Linked DNA regions of Ovis canadensis: region 2 is linked to region 1. A link is a contact called in public Hi-C data. All regions are on one chromosome and are shown on one strand. Each heading gives the region's core, a stretch centred on a gene start, on an enhancer-like site or on the middle of the called end of the contact. The rest is flanking DNA. Distances are from core to core; before and after follow the strand shown. Region 1 holds the start of EFNB1 (ephrin B1). Region 2 has its middle 65 kb from the start of PJA1.

The links. A called contact is a pair of places that touch in the nucleus more often than the background predicts.
Region 2: a Hi-C map of fibroblasts shows a contact between it and region 1, with 7 times the contacts expected there. The contact joins the enhancer-like site here to the promoter of EFNB1 in region 1. A contact is called at or near these places in 2 of 2 Hi-C or Micro-C datasets (fibroblasts and lung).

Annotation. Positions count from the first base shown.
Region 1 is chrX:63,037,385-63,044,714 of ARS-UI_OviCan_v2, forward strand. EFNB1 (ephrin B1) reads left to right here and starts at 3,339. Exons shown (of 5, transcript XM_070290280.1): 1 at 3,339-4,490. The coding sequence starts at 4,363.
Region 2 is chrX:63,452,617-63,459,946 of ARS-UI_OviCan_v2, forward strand. No RefSeq gene overlaps it. Among named protein-coding and RNA genes, the nearest start is that of PJA1, 65 kb to the left of the region's middle. Within about 2 kb of position 4,520, the one cell type or tissue checked has open chromatin away from gene starts, as enhancers often do. A contact at or near this core is called in fibroblasts, where this site is marked.

The DNA.
Region 1 (7,330 bases), core at 2,089-4,588:
TATTCCTTTCCAGGGCCCTGGAGTATTCGAGTAGAGTCATGTGTCTAAGCTCAAGTTACGCAGCTCTATGGCCCAGGTTTGAATCCTGACTCTTCTTCTCCCTGGCTGTGTGGCTTTAGGTGAGGAAGGTCACTTCTCTGTCTCAGAGTACAAAGACAAGGAAAGGTCAAGGACAAGGGCCACAGTAATAAGAGAGGGGGCGTGAGTGTTCATGCACATGGACAGGACAGTCCCATGAGAAAATGTGGAGGCTAGACTCTATGTCCCGTAGGGTTAGGAACCAGGCCTGACAGCTGGTGCTGTGTGAATTTATAGGCAAGGAAGACAGTGAGTTCATATGTGAATATGTACATGTGTGAGAATATGAGAAGAGCTAAAAAAATGTGCACGTGGCACATAAAGCATGTGTGAACGGGTGAGAACATGTGTGACTGGGAATGAGGGTGTCTCTGTGGGAGGCTCTGTGGAGGAATAATAGTTTCCATTTAGTAAGCACCATGGTGGGCTGGCTGTGATGCTGAGACCTTTCTGTGCATTATCTCACTCCCCGCTCAGCACAGTTCCATGAATGAGAGATGATCTCCAGGTTACAGAAGAGTTAACTGAAGCACACAGGGGAAGCGACTTGACCAAGGAGATACAATTGATAAGCAGTGAACTCTATGGCTCTGAAGTCCATAACTCCATGCCTCCCATGGGTGTGAGAAGCTGAGTTATGTAGCTCTCTGGGGGGCTGTTATGACACCTGAGGCCTCCTGCAGCTGCCAGATGTTTTTTGGCACCCCTGGGTTCAGAAGGCCCCTACATACAGATTTCCATCTGCTTGGAGATTCCTGAAGGCAGGGCTTGGTGGGATTCCTCTTTGGATCTCAGCTCAGAGGCAATCACAGGATCAGTGCTCAGGAAACCCTGGTGGACTTTAACCCTGAGGGGTGTGTGTGTTCAGTGACACTGATCTGGGAGGCTTGGGAACGTGTGTGACTGCCACTAGGATAGTGAGCTTGGATAAGAGAGGGTCCACATCCCCAACAGATCCTGACTTCCTTTTCAGCTTCCCTGGGGAGTAATTTTCCCTACCTTAGGGGGCATGAATCACTACATAAGAGGCCCTGCTAGGGTGGAGCAGGAGGTGGGATCCTGGAGTCATTGGCCCTGGCTGCAGCATGGAATAGGCCCAGCCCTGCTACAGAGGCTCCAGTAGGCAGGTTGAGGCAGAAAGGCTGCACCATGACCAGCGGTGACCAGTGTGTGAAGCAGGCCTAGACACAGAGTCCTCTCTTCTTTCCTCTGTGCCCTCCCCACCCAGGATGAAGTGTTGGCACACTCAGGAGCTGCTGCTGTCTTCCCAGGCTTCCCAAGTCTGGCAGCATAGCTTCATCTGCCCCATCTGCCACCTGATCAGCCCCCCACCTAGGCTCACCTCCTGAGGGGCATTGGGCATGTTAGCAGTGGAATCTGAGACTGGTTCTGGGATTGATGGTGGGTGACTTTAGCTAAGAACTTGGGGATATGGCCAGGGACATAGATGAACTTCCCCAGGCCTAGAAACCCCTCAGAGGACTGTGAGTGAAGAGTAAAGTCCTGGCCATCCTGAAGGTTGCTGCTTTCCAGGCATTAACCAGCTTTCAACCAGGAATGAAGTAAGTAAGCAAGTAAGCAAGAAGAGGGGCTGGAAATGTAGTGACTCAGTATGGTATAGAAAACTGGGCACAGGCTTAGGAGACAGAGAAGTCTGGGGCCAAATTCTGCTTCTACCATCAATCAGCTCCATGACCTCAAATGAGTCACTTCCCCTTGAGCCTTAGTTTTCCCTCTTACATAAAATAGGGATCGTGGAACTCATCTCAAAGGATTGTGAAGGGAAATGCCTCTACCATGGTTCCTGGAACATAGTAGGCACTCAGTTAGTGGCAAGTTGTTTTCCATCCTCACGTTTTGCTGTCTTTCCATGCCCTTTGGACAATCCTAGTCTCCAACTTGGTCTATTGGTGAGTCCCTGCACCTTGTTCTTGTCTCTCCTTGCTCACACCCTACTAAGGAATCCAGCTGGGAGGTGAGAGACCCTAAACAGCTCCTCCTCTTCTATTTCTACCCATATCCTCCTCTTCCTCTAGGCCCTGTTCCTTGAAAGTGAGAGTAACCCATTTCCTCTCCTGAAAGTGAGAATAACCCACTTGCCTCTCTTTGTTTCCCCCAAATATAGGTCCACTTTATGAACCAAAGAGGTCATCAGAGGATCCAGTGAGAAAGTCGGTAACTCACCCTCCTCTTTAAGTGAGAGGACAGGAAACTGTGTAAATGGCAGAGCACTTCAGGACTGTCTCTAATTATCTCCATAAAACAGCAGCAAAGAGACTTTAAGTCTTCGCCAATCCCTGAGCCAACTCCAAACTCAGATCTTCCTCCTAGTGCTCTCTCTTCCTCCCCACAGGGGACCGCGGTTCTAGCCAAGGCCACTACCCCTGTCCTGGGTCTTGCGCTCGAGCGCGTGTGCCAGGCTCGTGTGTGCCACGCTCCTGTTGGAGTGGGTACTCTCAGTCGGTCCCAGGCGCCGGCAGTGTTATAAAAGTCCAGTAGAGGGAGACATTAGCATGTGGGTACATCTGTTGAGGTCCGACGAGGGAGAGTGGGTCGGACCTGGAGTGTCTGAGCTATGGGATTGAGCCAAAGTTATAAGCAAAGAAGCGAGGAGGGGCGGGGAGAACAGGCCAGGGCTGGGAGACAAAGACCCAGATGGCGAGGCCGGGAGGCGCTGGAGTCTGGTGTGCTGGGGCCAGGGCATCTGCTTTTGCATTTTCTAAAGGTGCCTCTGTCCTATAACCTTTCCTCTTTGCGTCATTCTTTATCGAGGTGCCCTCTCATTCCCTCTGGCCTATCCTATCTGGCCTTGCCTATACCTTCAGACAGGACAAGACTAGAAATATGGGCCCCTGGTGTCCCACAAGGCTCTTCTGCAAAGTTAAGATTTCCAAGGCCTAGTCCCCAGGGGCGAAGAAATTCTCCCCCACCCTCCTCTTTCCCCTACTTGACCCCTCTGAGATTCCACCACCCACCGATATCCATTTGTCTGTTCAGGACTCTGGGTCCATGTGCAAGCGGACACTGCACTGTGAAGGTGAAAGGAGGAAAGCCTACCAGAGTCCTGCGAGAGAAGGGACAGGCAGTAAACAAGTTATCTTTGCCCCAGTGGTGGGCATGGAGCAAAAACTTCAGGGCTCGCGTGTGTAACAAGAATGGCAGTACTTTCCCGGGATACTCGTGACAGGACCTGTCTGGCCCAGGGCAGTGGGCCGGAGTGTTGAACAGGCGCGCAGGGAGCAGAGCAGGCCAACAACTCTAGAGGAGCGCCAACTTCCCACGGGCAGAGCGCTCTGAGAACAGGACTAGGCGGAACCCATCCCTAACCGCACGAGCCGCACACTCAGATTGGTGCCATCGAAGAGTGCGGCGTCCTTAAGAGTTCCCGAAAGCCCGCCCCCTTCCTCTTCTAGAGGCGTGGTGCGGGGCAAGGACCCCGTGACGGAGCTTGCTATTGGCTAAAACGAGTAGGGTTGGCCTTGCGTACGCCTGAGCAGGGGAGTAGACAGCTCAGCGGCAGCGGAGGGAGTCTATGCGTGCTGGACAGCAGTGGGAGGTGTGTGAGCCTCGCACTGAACGCAGACTCTCGGGCGCAGTCGCCGGGAAGCTAGGACTCGGCGACTGGGCTGCCAGGCCAAACGCCTAGGCTTCAGAGGCGCAAACTGATGGGACTGGCTTGCTCGGCAGCGTCTCCCCGCTCTTCTAAATACACTAAGCGGGGCCCGCGCTGAAGTCGAAGCTGTCGGGGGGCGCCCAGCCCGGAGTTCCAGTGTGGCCTGGAGGAACGGAGCCCGTGCAAGGGCGGCCCGGTCGGGAGCCCCCAGACCGAGCTTGTGTGGTGGGGAGACTCCCACTTCTTCCCAGGGGTGCCGATTCCAGGACGGTTGAGGCGTCGGGGCGGCCACCAAGTCCCCAGCGGGGAGACCCCGTCGGGGAGAGGGCACGCAGTCCCAAACAGTCTCGGGGAGCCGAGCGGAATCGGAAGGGATCCTCCGGTGGGGGGCAGAGCCCCCGTCGCGCTTCGTGTGGCAGAGAGGCCAGGGGAACGAGCCCTCGGAGGCCGCAGCTCATGCCGGAGTTGCGGGCGGCTGCCCAGTGAGTCCTCCTGGCCGGCGGGGCGGAGAAGAGCGACACCAAAGCCGGCGGGAGGGGAGCACTTCAAGGCCGGCGGCTGCGGAGGATGGGCGCCTGAGCGGTTCAGAGAGCAGCGCGGCACGGGAAGGCGAGGCCAGCTTTGCTGAGGAGGTGCCAGGGGATCCCGAAGTGCAGCCTGCCCCCGGGAAGATGGCCCGTCCTGGCCAGCGTTGGCTCGGCAAGTGGCTTGTCGCGATGGTCGTGTTGGCGTTATGCCGGCTCGCCACGCCGCTGGCCAAGAATCTGGAGCCCGTGTCCTGGAGCTCTCTCAACCCCAAGTGAGTAACTTATCTCTTCTGGTCCCTGAGGGTGGGAGGCACTCCTTCGGGGTGAGGCCGCGCGCCCCCGAGCGCCTATGGGAAGGTGTTCAGAGGCGGAGCGGCGCCCTATTTTGTCTCTGGCTTTTTCGAGTGTATTTCCCTGCGGACGGGCGGGGAAGGGTGCGGCGGGGTTGGGTGGGGGCACTTGGCTGTATTGTGACCCCTCGGCTTCTCGGCTGTCTCCTCCGCACGTCCCAAATCAAGTCGAGATTGTCGCGCCGGGCAGAGCTGGGAGTCGGAGCGCTCTAGAGCGCACCGAAGAGCTGGGTAGGGGAGAGAAAGCAGCCCCCTTTAGGGCCCCTGGGAACGTGGCGGTTTTCGCGGAGAGCCGCTGGCGGAGTTGGGGAGTGGGGGCGAGCTTGACCTGGGCAGGGGAAGAGGCCAGAACACGGGTTCCCCGTTTGTTTAGCAGTGAAGGGACCGCGGCGCGGGACTTCGCGGTTGGGGCGGGTGGCAGTGCCTGTATCCTGATTCGGGCTTCTCCCATTTTCATTTCTTTCTTCCCATTTCGCCTCCCTAGCTTTTCGTTTTGCTGCTTCTTCCAGCCCTCGCGCCCCCCCCCCCACCCCCGCCACCTTTCTCCCTGCTGGGGCCGTGGAAGGGCGGGCGCCGCTCCCAGGCTCACAAAGGCGGCGGGTGGAGAGAGGCGGAGTGGGAAAGGGGTTTTGTTGGAGGGGGGGTGGGTTCGATCCATCGCCCGTCGGGGGTCCAATGGAGCCGACAGCAGAGCTTCCAGGGCTGGCCGGGGTGGAGTGTGGCGGCCGAGCTGGCGAGGGAGGTGGGAGGCAAATGAAAGATTCCTGCCCAGGCTGGTCCCATTGCTCCTCCCCGTCTTCCCCGTCCCTCAGATTGGGGAGTTGTGCTTAGCTTTCCCAAAGGGGTTGGGGAGGCAGTTATGTAGAGGAGATCCTTTCTTTTCTCCATTCTCCTTCCCCTTCACAATCCTCGCTCAACCTTCCCCCCCCCCTCCCCTACCTCAACCACACACCTTTCAGGGCGGTGGCTCAGTGGTTTCTGGGCTGTTAGTGGGGAGTCGCTGGGTTGTGTAGTGACCTCTGGACCTTTTCCTCTTTTGGCATCCAGGACTTAGGTTGGAACCCAGGGTCAAAATTGCTTTTCCTTCCTGTTTTCTGGAGGGCCCAGCAGTGTGCGGACACCTCACTTAGTGGGAAACGGGGCCCTAGGCCTGCGCTATCTGTATGATTCCTATATCTGGAATCTCTTTCTGTCCACTCTCCTGGGCTCCCGGCTAACTTCCCGAGCTCCTGCCTGCCTTGGTCTCTTAGGTTCCAGGGGCGGTGCATCTCTCAGCCCTGGAGTGGAAGAGGGCAGCTTCTTTAGTTCTCTTCTCCTTGAGTTAAGGCAGGGTCCTATTTATCGGTTAGTGGGATGTCTAAACCAGGGTCAGGGTACAAGGAAAGGCATTGACAAGAATTTCTTCTTTACTCAGAAGCCAAACTGGGCACAGTGCTCTGCTAACAGCAGGGACTCAAAATGGTCTTGGGGCCTGGGGCTGCTCAGCCCAAGGAGAAAGATTGTGAAGCTCCCAGTTCTCTCCTGTGAAGGTGGAGGCTGGAAATGCTCTCTTGAGTATGGAGAGCTGAAATCCGCCTGGGGTAGCCCATCATAGGGGCTCATGGGAGTGACCTAATTGCTCTCTCGGGTCTCTAACCAGAGATAGCATGCTGCTCCACAGCTGGAAGGAAGCCCTCCTGCAGAGTGCGGGGGGTGGGAACTGGGAGAAACAAGATCTCCCTGAGCTTCACCCTTTTTGTGTTTTGAGCCTTGAGTGCTCTGGACCAGTTTACAGGGTTTTGAGATCTGCCCCCCTCCCAGATCCACTTCAGGCTGAGGGCAGGCATCCTGGGGGTGGTGGGGGTGGTGGCTGGGGCCTCAGTAGGACCTGCACGAATTCCATCCTGTAATTGAGCAGATTCTAGGAACAGTGGGGGACTGATCCTGGTGCCCCTATGGTCCCCCAATCCATGTTCCGTCTATACTCCGGGGTCTGGAATGCAGCCTGTCTGTGTGTGTTGGCACGGGTTGCGGGGGGCGGAGTGCAGGAGGACAAGAGGAAGGCACTGCCCTCAGCTTCACTCTGAGCTCTGGGGGCTGCCTCTGCCACCGCGCCCAAGCCTTGAGCTCCCACAGTCTTTGAAATCAAGTCTCTTTCTGTCCGTGTCTCCCTCTTTGCCTCCTGCCTGACTTCTCCCTCTCAGGCTCTTGTTGGTTCACCCTCTCACACCCTGTGTGAGTCGCGTTCACCTCCCCTCTCCAGCTCGACTTGCCCGGCTCTCCCTCTTTCTCACACTCCCTCTCACTCTTAGTCACTCTCTGCCTCTTTTTCTCAAGTCCTTTTGTTTCTCGCACATGCCCGTGCTCTCCCTCACAGGCTCATTTTCTCTTCCCTCCCCTCTTCCTCCCGGCTTTTGGTTTCTCTCCTCAGTCCTGTCAGGAGCTGGCAACCCCCCTCCCCCCAAAAAAATCTCCCAGTGCCTATAAACCCTGCTTAATTGCTTCCTCCTTGGGACAAAAAAATCAAAATAAAGAAGTGGTGGGGCTGGGGGTATGTTTCCAGGTTCCAGGGTACAGGGAGCCCCAGCTCTGACCGGGAGAAGGGAGCTGGAAGGGCTGACTGCAGACTCTCAGTGTCTCACCCCAGTTGGTGCTGGGGCTTTCCAGGGTGATAGTCTCTGGTGGCAAGAGCATCTGTCTCCTTGGCCCCCCTTGTTAGACTTGCCCAGTGAGCGCAGTGTGAGAAGATGGGTCTGGGCCCGCTAGAGGTTGGAAGGAACCAG
Region 2 (7,330 bases), core at 3,270-5,769, 420 kb after region 1:
TAATACCGTCTGTTAGGTACATACCATTTCTGTCCTTTATTGAGCCCATCTTTGCATGAAATGTTCCCTTGGTATCTCTAATTTTCTTGAAGAGATCTCTAGTCTTTCCTATTCTATTGTTTTCCTCTATTTATTTGCATTGATCACTGAGGAAGGATTTCTTATCTCTCCTTGCTATTCTTTGGAACTCTGCATTCAAATAGGTATATCTTTTCTTTTCTCATTTGCTTTTCACTTCTCTTCTTTTCACAGCTATTTGTAAGGCCTCCTCAGACAGCCATTTTGCTTTTTTGCATTTGTTTTTCTTAGGGATGGTCTTGATCCCTGTCTGCTTTACAATGTCACGAACGTCCATGTATAGTTCATCAGGCACCCTGTCTATCAGATCTAGTCCTTTAAATCTATTTCTCACTTCCGCTGTGTAATTGTAAGGGATTTGATTTAGGTCATACCTGAATGGTCTAGTGGTTTTCCCTACTTTCTTCAATTTAAGTCTGAATTTGGCAATAATGAGTTCATGATCTGAGCCACAGTCAGCTCCTGGACTTGTTTTTGCTGATCAATATTGACATATACATCTTTGTTTAAGGCCACTTAAAATCCTCTCAACAACCTGCAAGGTAAGTACCATACTTTGGAGAAACACATGAAGAGAAAGAAAATATAACTCCTCTGGAGATGCTTGGAGATGTACTTGCATGGAGACTGCCTTCGTTGCGAAGTTGCTTGGTAATCCTGCTTTGGGCTAGACCCTGAGTCTTTAGGGCCCAGAAATGGATCCAGCTGAAGGCTTTGTCTATTATTCCAAAAGAGCAAGGAGGAAGTGCAGTTGACAAGATGGTGGAAGGTCCTGCACTCTGCCAGGTGACTCCTCAAGACGTCCACTCCCCACCCATAATCTCCAGCCAAGTCATTCCCCTTACAGAATGTTGTGAAGGATATGGGTCTCCAGGCTAACTAAAGTAGTCAGAATTTGGGCAGCAAAGCTTCTGGATGTTGCAGAAATCCTGGGGAGGCCTTTGGGTTCTTTCAGGGTTCAGGTCAAGGCTCACTATATCTGGGAAAGGCAGGGATCCTGGATCCCAGTGGCTGAATGATCCTGGGTAAGTAACTGTATCATGTTTCAAATGGGAAATGAGAGCCTTCTTCACAGACTGGTTGTGAAGGTTAAGTGAGACAAGAATGTATGAGTGGGCTTTGGTAATGGCCCATCCAAATGTTTTCATTTTGTGATCATGACTTTTCAACAAATTCAGTAAACATGCTTTGGCCACTTCGGTGCACAAAACATCATTCCACACCCTGTTGGGGAGGGGCAGCAATAAGCATGGAGGGGTGTGAATGAGTACAATGAAGTCCCTACAGTCTAGGAGCGGAAGCAAGCAAACAGTTGGATTTAACCTATGAAATGGCCAATCATCTTGGACCCACAACCCAATACTACCTCTGATATCAGGCAAAGTGAAATAAATACAAATGGAAATGGAGGAGGGAGTGGTTTTCTCTCCCTGGAAAAATTAGGGAGGGTTTCCATGAGGAAATGACTTTTGACTGAGCCTTGAAGGATGTGCTGGATTGTAATCAGCTGCAATCCAAGGAGAAAGGCCTTGCAGGCTAAAAGCAGGGAGAGTGGCAGCAATGGCACAAGGGTGGGGTCGGGGGCAGCCTGTTTGGGGATGAGGAAGCCTGGGTACCTGGGCAAACGCTCTGCTGGGACAGCTTGGTGGGACCATTATGGAGGGTCTGAGATGCTGGCCTCGCCTTCCCCAGGGAGTTGGCAGCTGCTTGTTAGCAAATAAGGGACATGGTCATTTCTTTCTGCTTAGTGGGGCAGGTGGCATGAAGTGGGGCAGCAGCCTTCTCACCTTGCAACTAAAGGCTTCTCCTGGCAGCAGGAGAAATTGTAATCAACCAAAAGAAAGAACTTTTTGCAAGCGAGCTATGGGAACCTATTCCAGAATGTCCAAGGAAAGCTGAGGAATCTTTTCCCCTGGAGACCTTGAAAAGCAGGAGAGGTTCTCATCTGTCTGGTTTTAGAAGAATTCTGCCCAGAGGCAGGGGGCTGGACTAGAGAACCCATTTGGGTTCTTTCCAGTCTACAGCCTGGGTGATCTCATTGTTCCCTCTTCCTCTGGATGGTGTTGCCTCGCCCCACCTCAGTCTCCTTGGGATTATTCCTGTTGTTAGGGATCTCCCAGGCCCCCAAAGCCACAGCTTTTCCGGTTGGTGACTCATGACCTCTTCAGCAAGATCATACCAGTGTCTAGCCTCCATCCTCCTTGCTGTTAGCTTGAGTAAGCTTAGCCTTTCTCTTTGTAGCTCCCTTTGACGGTGAGGAAACATAGGTTATTATCCTTATATAGCCAAGACTTTCCACCATGGTCAGCCCTAATGCCAACGTTCCTCTCACCTCTGAAGGGAGTCAGAACCTCACAGATAGAATAGGTTTTAGAGTTGAAGGGCCTAGGTTTGAGTTTTGATTAGTTGTATGACCTCAGGCAAGTCATTTAAGGGCAGAGATTAAGTCAACTAACACTTGTGGAGCACTTGCTATATTTTCAAATACTGTTGAATGAATCAAATGTAGGTATCGTCCCATTTTATGGGTAGGAAAACTGAGGCTCTAAGAGGTAAAGTTTCTTGCCTACTGTTACACAGCTAGTTAAGTAATAAAGCTGGAAATGGAACTTAGACCTCACAGATTCCCAAAGCTGTGCCTTTTCCACACTCTGTGGTGTTACTTCTTGCTTCATCACTCAACCTGTTCTGTCATCTGTAAAATGGGGTTTATCCTCTCTGCCCCAAAGAGATATTGGAGGGATTAAAAATACACATACTGTATGTGAAAGGGATGTGGAAGACAAAAAGTGCTCAGCAGACACTAGATAATTATTTCTCGGTCCCTGATCAATTCTCGGCGCTTCTGCCAACATCTTTGGGAAGCTATTTCTGAGAGCAGCAGGCAGAGTTGGCCTCACCTTTCCACTCTCACTGTAGGATGGAAGAGACATCTCTTCTTCCTGAAGTAGAGAACTAGAGAACCCTAGCTCTTATTGCACTGGGTCGAACTCTTTCTTTAGCAGGTTTGCCTTCCTAATTCAACTGTAAGCTTCTCCAGCGCACAGTGCTGACACACAGTAGTACTCAGCAAGTGTGACTGTTGTTGCTCCGTCACTCAGTCGTGTCAAATGATGCAGCGACTTGCCCTCACAAGCCTGTTCCTTCTCTGTCACTGGTCCAGTCTCCATCCTCCCTGCCCAGAGCCCAGCTTCCTAACTGGGCCACCCACCGCTGGCCTTCCAATCCCATGGTCACATGTTTACCTTGGCTGGCTGGCATTCAGTCCTTAGCATGTGACACTCAGCTTCGTTCTACCAGGAATGCCCTTTCCTACAATATCCTCTTGTCAAAGTGCATATTGTCTTGTTCGTGAAGCTTTCCCTGACCACCCACCTTGTCCAAAACTAAAGGTGATCTCCTTTTCCCATGAGCTCCCATTGCATACAGTGGGTGCCATTTATAGGACTCCTTAATATCTTCTACCTTCTCAAACAGTTATGTGCATCCCACTATGTGACCTTGGGTAAGTCCTTACCCCTGATATGGGCCTCAGCCTCCAATCTGTTCATGTGTCCCACGACTCTTCCAACTCTGCCATTCTGTAACCTGGCTTCTTTGGGGTTCTTGGAGAACAAGACACAAAAGAGCCCCAGTTGGGGCCTTCAAGTCTTGACAGCACGTGCCCAGCTCCCAGGCCTGAAAATCAGCTGCTCAGATATTTCAAGCTAATTGACTTGCTTAATAAAGGGATAAATAAATATCTACTTAACATGATTACTGTCAGAGGCCTGAGCTACAGAACCTTTCCATGCTGGGGTTTTATTGCACGAGAAGCTAATTAGTTCTAATTAGTTAACTCCCAGGTGCTTAAGGCAGAGGCAGGGGAGAGGAGGGTGTGAGGGAGTGGAAGGCAGGTGGGGAAAGGGAGGAGAAGGTGTTCTATACTCCCCACTCTCAGCTGCTTACCTGCCACAGCCAGGCTCAGGACTCATCAGGAAGCCCAGGCTTAGTGATACCTCAGGCACCTCATGCATCTGAGATGAGGGAATGAAGCTCCTTGAGAACCTACTATGGGCTGGGCACTGAAGCCTGTTCTCTGCATGATCTTGTTTGATCCTTGCAATGACCTGCAGAGGCAAGAACTCTTCATTGTCCTATTTTCTAGGTGCGGAAACTAGGATGCACAGAAGTACAGCCCCTTGTCTGAGCTCACACCCCAGGGAAGTAGAGGAGCCAGCACTGGATCTGATTGAAAGGCCGGGGTTGCTGTGTTTGGCCCTGTTACGCCTCCAGGTGACAGCCCCAGAGGGCTCGTGCTGCTCAGAAAGGGATTTGGATAGGCAGTGACCTCCCTTCACTGTGGTACTCAGCCAAGAGGTCTTCCTGGATAGGCCAAACCAGACACAGCCAGAGCTGGCAGGGTACTGAAGAGCTAGTCATCGTTTGATTCAAGAACTCCTCCTGCTTTGATTCAAGTCAAAGCTCTGGGCTGGAAATCCTGCATGACTCAGATCCCCGCCCACAAGGAACTCACATTCAAGGGAAGTGTATGAACATTTGGATAGCAAGTTATTTAACTGTTAAAAATGTACATGAGGAGATACAGCTCTCTTTTATTGCATAATTTCTCTGCTTAGGGAAAATTTTTCCCAGGCTTTGAGGGCCTAAGTCAGAGAATCAGGATCTCCTTCTGGGACACCACTTGCAGTGTAGGAAGGAGCATGGACTCTGACGCTTGGATTTGAATCGAGGATCTGCCACTTATTAATTGTATGATCTTGGTCATATCCCTCTGCCTCTCTCTGTCTGGCCCACCCCCTCCTGGACCTAGCTTCCCGACATTTACCTACACACACTGTCTCCTAACTGGCTTCCCTGCTTCTCTGGAACCCATTCCTCACACTGCAGCCAGAATGAGCTTCTGCCTCATGTGATAACCCCACTGTGAGTCCTTCAAAGTCTTCACCATGGCCTGCGAGGCTTCCATGATCTCTGGCTTCATTTCAGGCCACACTCTCTCACTCACCAAACTCTGCCACACTGGTCTTCTTAATGCTTTAGAAATCCGATCTCGTTTCTACCTCTGGACCTTTGTACCCGTTGTTCTGGTCACCTCAGTGTTCTGACCCCAACCACTTGCATTGCTGGCCTCTTCTCATTCTTAAACATCACCTCCTCAGGGACATTTTCCCTTTAACCCTATCTCAAACAGCAGTAGCCCCTTTGTTCTCAATTTCAGTACCTTTCATTTCCATCCAAATACCACAATTTGTAATTTTTTAAATTCACTTAAACATGTGTTCTTTATCTATTTCCTCCCACTCAGATAATAAGCATCATTAGGTCAATGACTTTGTCACTGCCACTGTGTCTTGAACAGCGTTTGACACATAGTAGGTGCTCAGTACAGATGGAGGGGTGGATGGTTGGAGCAGTGAATGAATGGCCACTTCTTAAAGCTGTTGTGAGGATTAAATGAGCTGGTGCATGTTAAATGTCTGGCACAGAGCCCAGCAAAGAGCCCAGCTCAATAGCTAAGTTGAATCTGCACGTGGCTGGCACCCAGCTATTTCCTGAGCCATCCCCACCTTAGTCAGCTAGTACTCCATCCCACCACCCTGCAAGGCCTAGCTCCTACTGCCCTGGAAACAAACCCGTTCTCACCCACAGGCAGTGGTGTACTAGAGTTGAGTGTCACTTGTTAACGATTCAGGAATTTTACAAGCAGATTGTTAAACTATCAGTAGCTTCAGAGTGGCCACGGAGGGAGTACTTACACCACAGAAATTGACAAATAGTACAAATCGCACCCCCAGGACGCAAAGAGCCGGTTTACCAGTACACCATCACTAGGCTTCTCTCCTGCTGCTCACTCTGCCAGAGGGCCCTGCCTGAGTTCAGCCTGCCAGCCTTCAAGGTTCAGATCAAGCACTGACTCCCCTTGAAAGCCATGAAGCCTCCCATATCTCACCCCTGCTGACAGCCTCAGTGCCACAGGTGAGGGTATCTAAGTCAGTGTTTCTGGATATTGATTTTTGTCTTCTCCAAGTAACACAGAAATCTCATCCCTGAAGCTAACTTTTAAAACTGCAAAAGCAAGGGCATGGTTGATACACTTATTTCTTCTAGTCCCTCAGGGTGCCTAGCACAAGATTGGGGACTGGAGAGGTTTTGGTAAAGTGTTTACAGCAGCAAGTGTTCAATGACAGCTGAGTTTGGATAAAGAAGATGTGGTAGGGACTTCTCTTGTGGCCCAGTGGCTGAGACTCCATGCTCTCAATGCAGGGGGCTCATGTTCGATCCTTGGTCAGGGAACTGGATCCCACATGCTGCAACTAAGACCTGGTGCAGTCAAATAAATAAATAAAATAAAAGGTTTTTTTTTTTTAAAAAAAAAAAGAAGATGCAGTACATATATACAGTGTAACATTAGCCGTAAGAAAGAATGATAAAACACCGTTTGCAGCAACATGGATGGACCTAGAGATTATCATACTGAGTGAAGTAAGTCAGACAAAGACAAATATCATATGATATCACTTATAGGTAGAATCTGAAAAATAAAATGATCAAATGAGCTTATTTACAAAACAGAAAAAGACTCACAGACATAGAAAACAAACTTATGGTTACCAAAGGGGAAAGGGGAGAAGGATAAATTAGGAGTTTGGGATTAACATATACACACCACTATATATAAAGTAAGTAAACAACAAGGACCTACTGTATAGCACAGGGAAATATACTCAGTATCTTGTAAAAACCTATAATGTAAAAGAATCTGAAAAAGAAAATATTTTGTGTATAATACATATATATTGTGTATAATACATAGATATGTGTGTGTAATACATATATGTACACATATATATGACTGAATCAACTTTCTATATACCTGAAACTAACACAACATTGTAAATCAACTATGTTTCAATAAAAATTAAAAAAGAAAAGGCGACTCAGCCGCAGGCTGATAGAGTGGCTGCTGCTGCTGCTAAGTTGCTTCAGTTGTGTCCGACTCTGTGCAACCCCATAGACGGCAGCCCACCAGGCTCCCCCGTCCCTGGGATTCTCCAGGCAAGAACCCTGGAGTGGGTTGCCATTTCCTTCTCCAATGCATGAAAGTGAAAAGTGAAAGTGAAGTCGCTCAGTTGTGTCCGACTCTTAGCGACCCCATGGACTGCAGCCCACCAGGCTCCTCCATCCATGGGATCTTCCAGGCAAGAGCACTGGAGTGGGGTGCCATTGCCTTCTCCAGATAGAGCGGCAG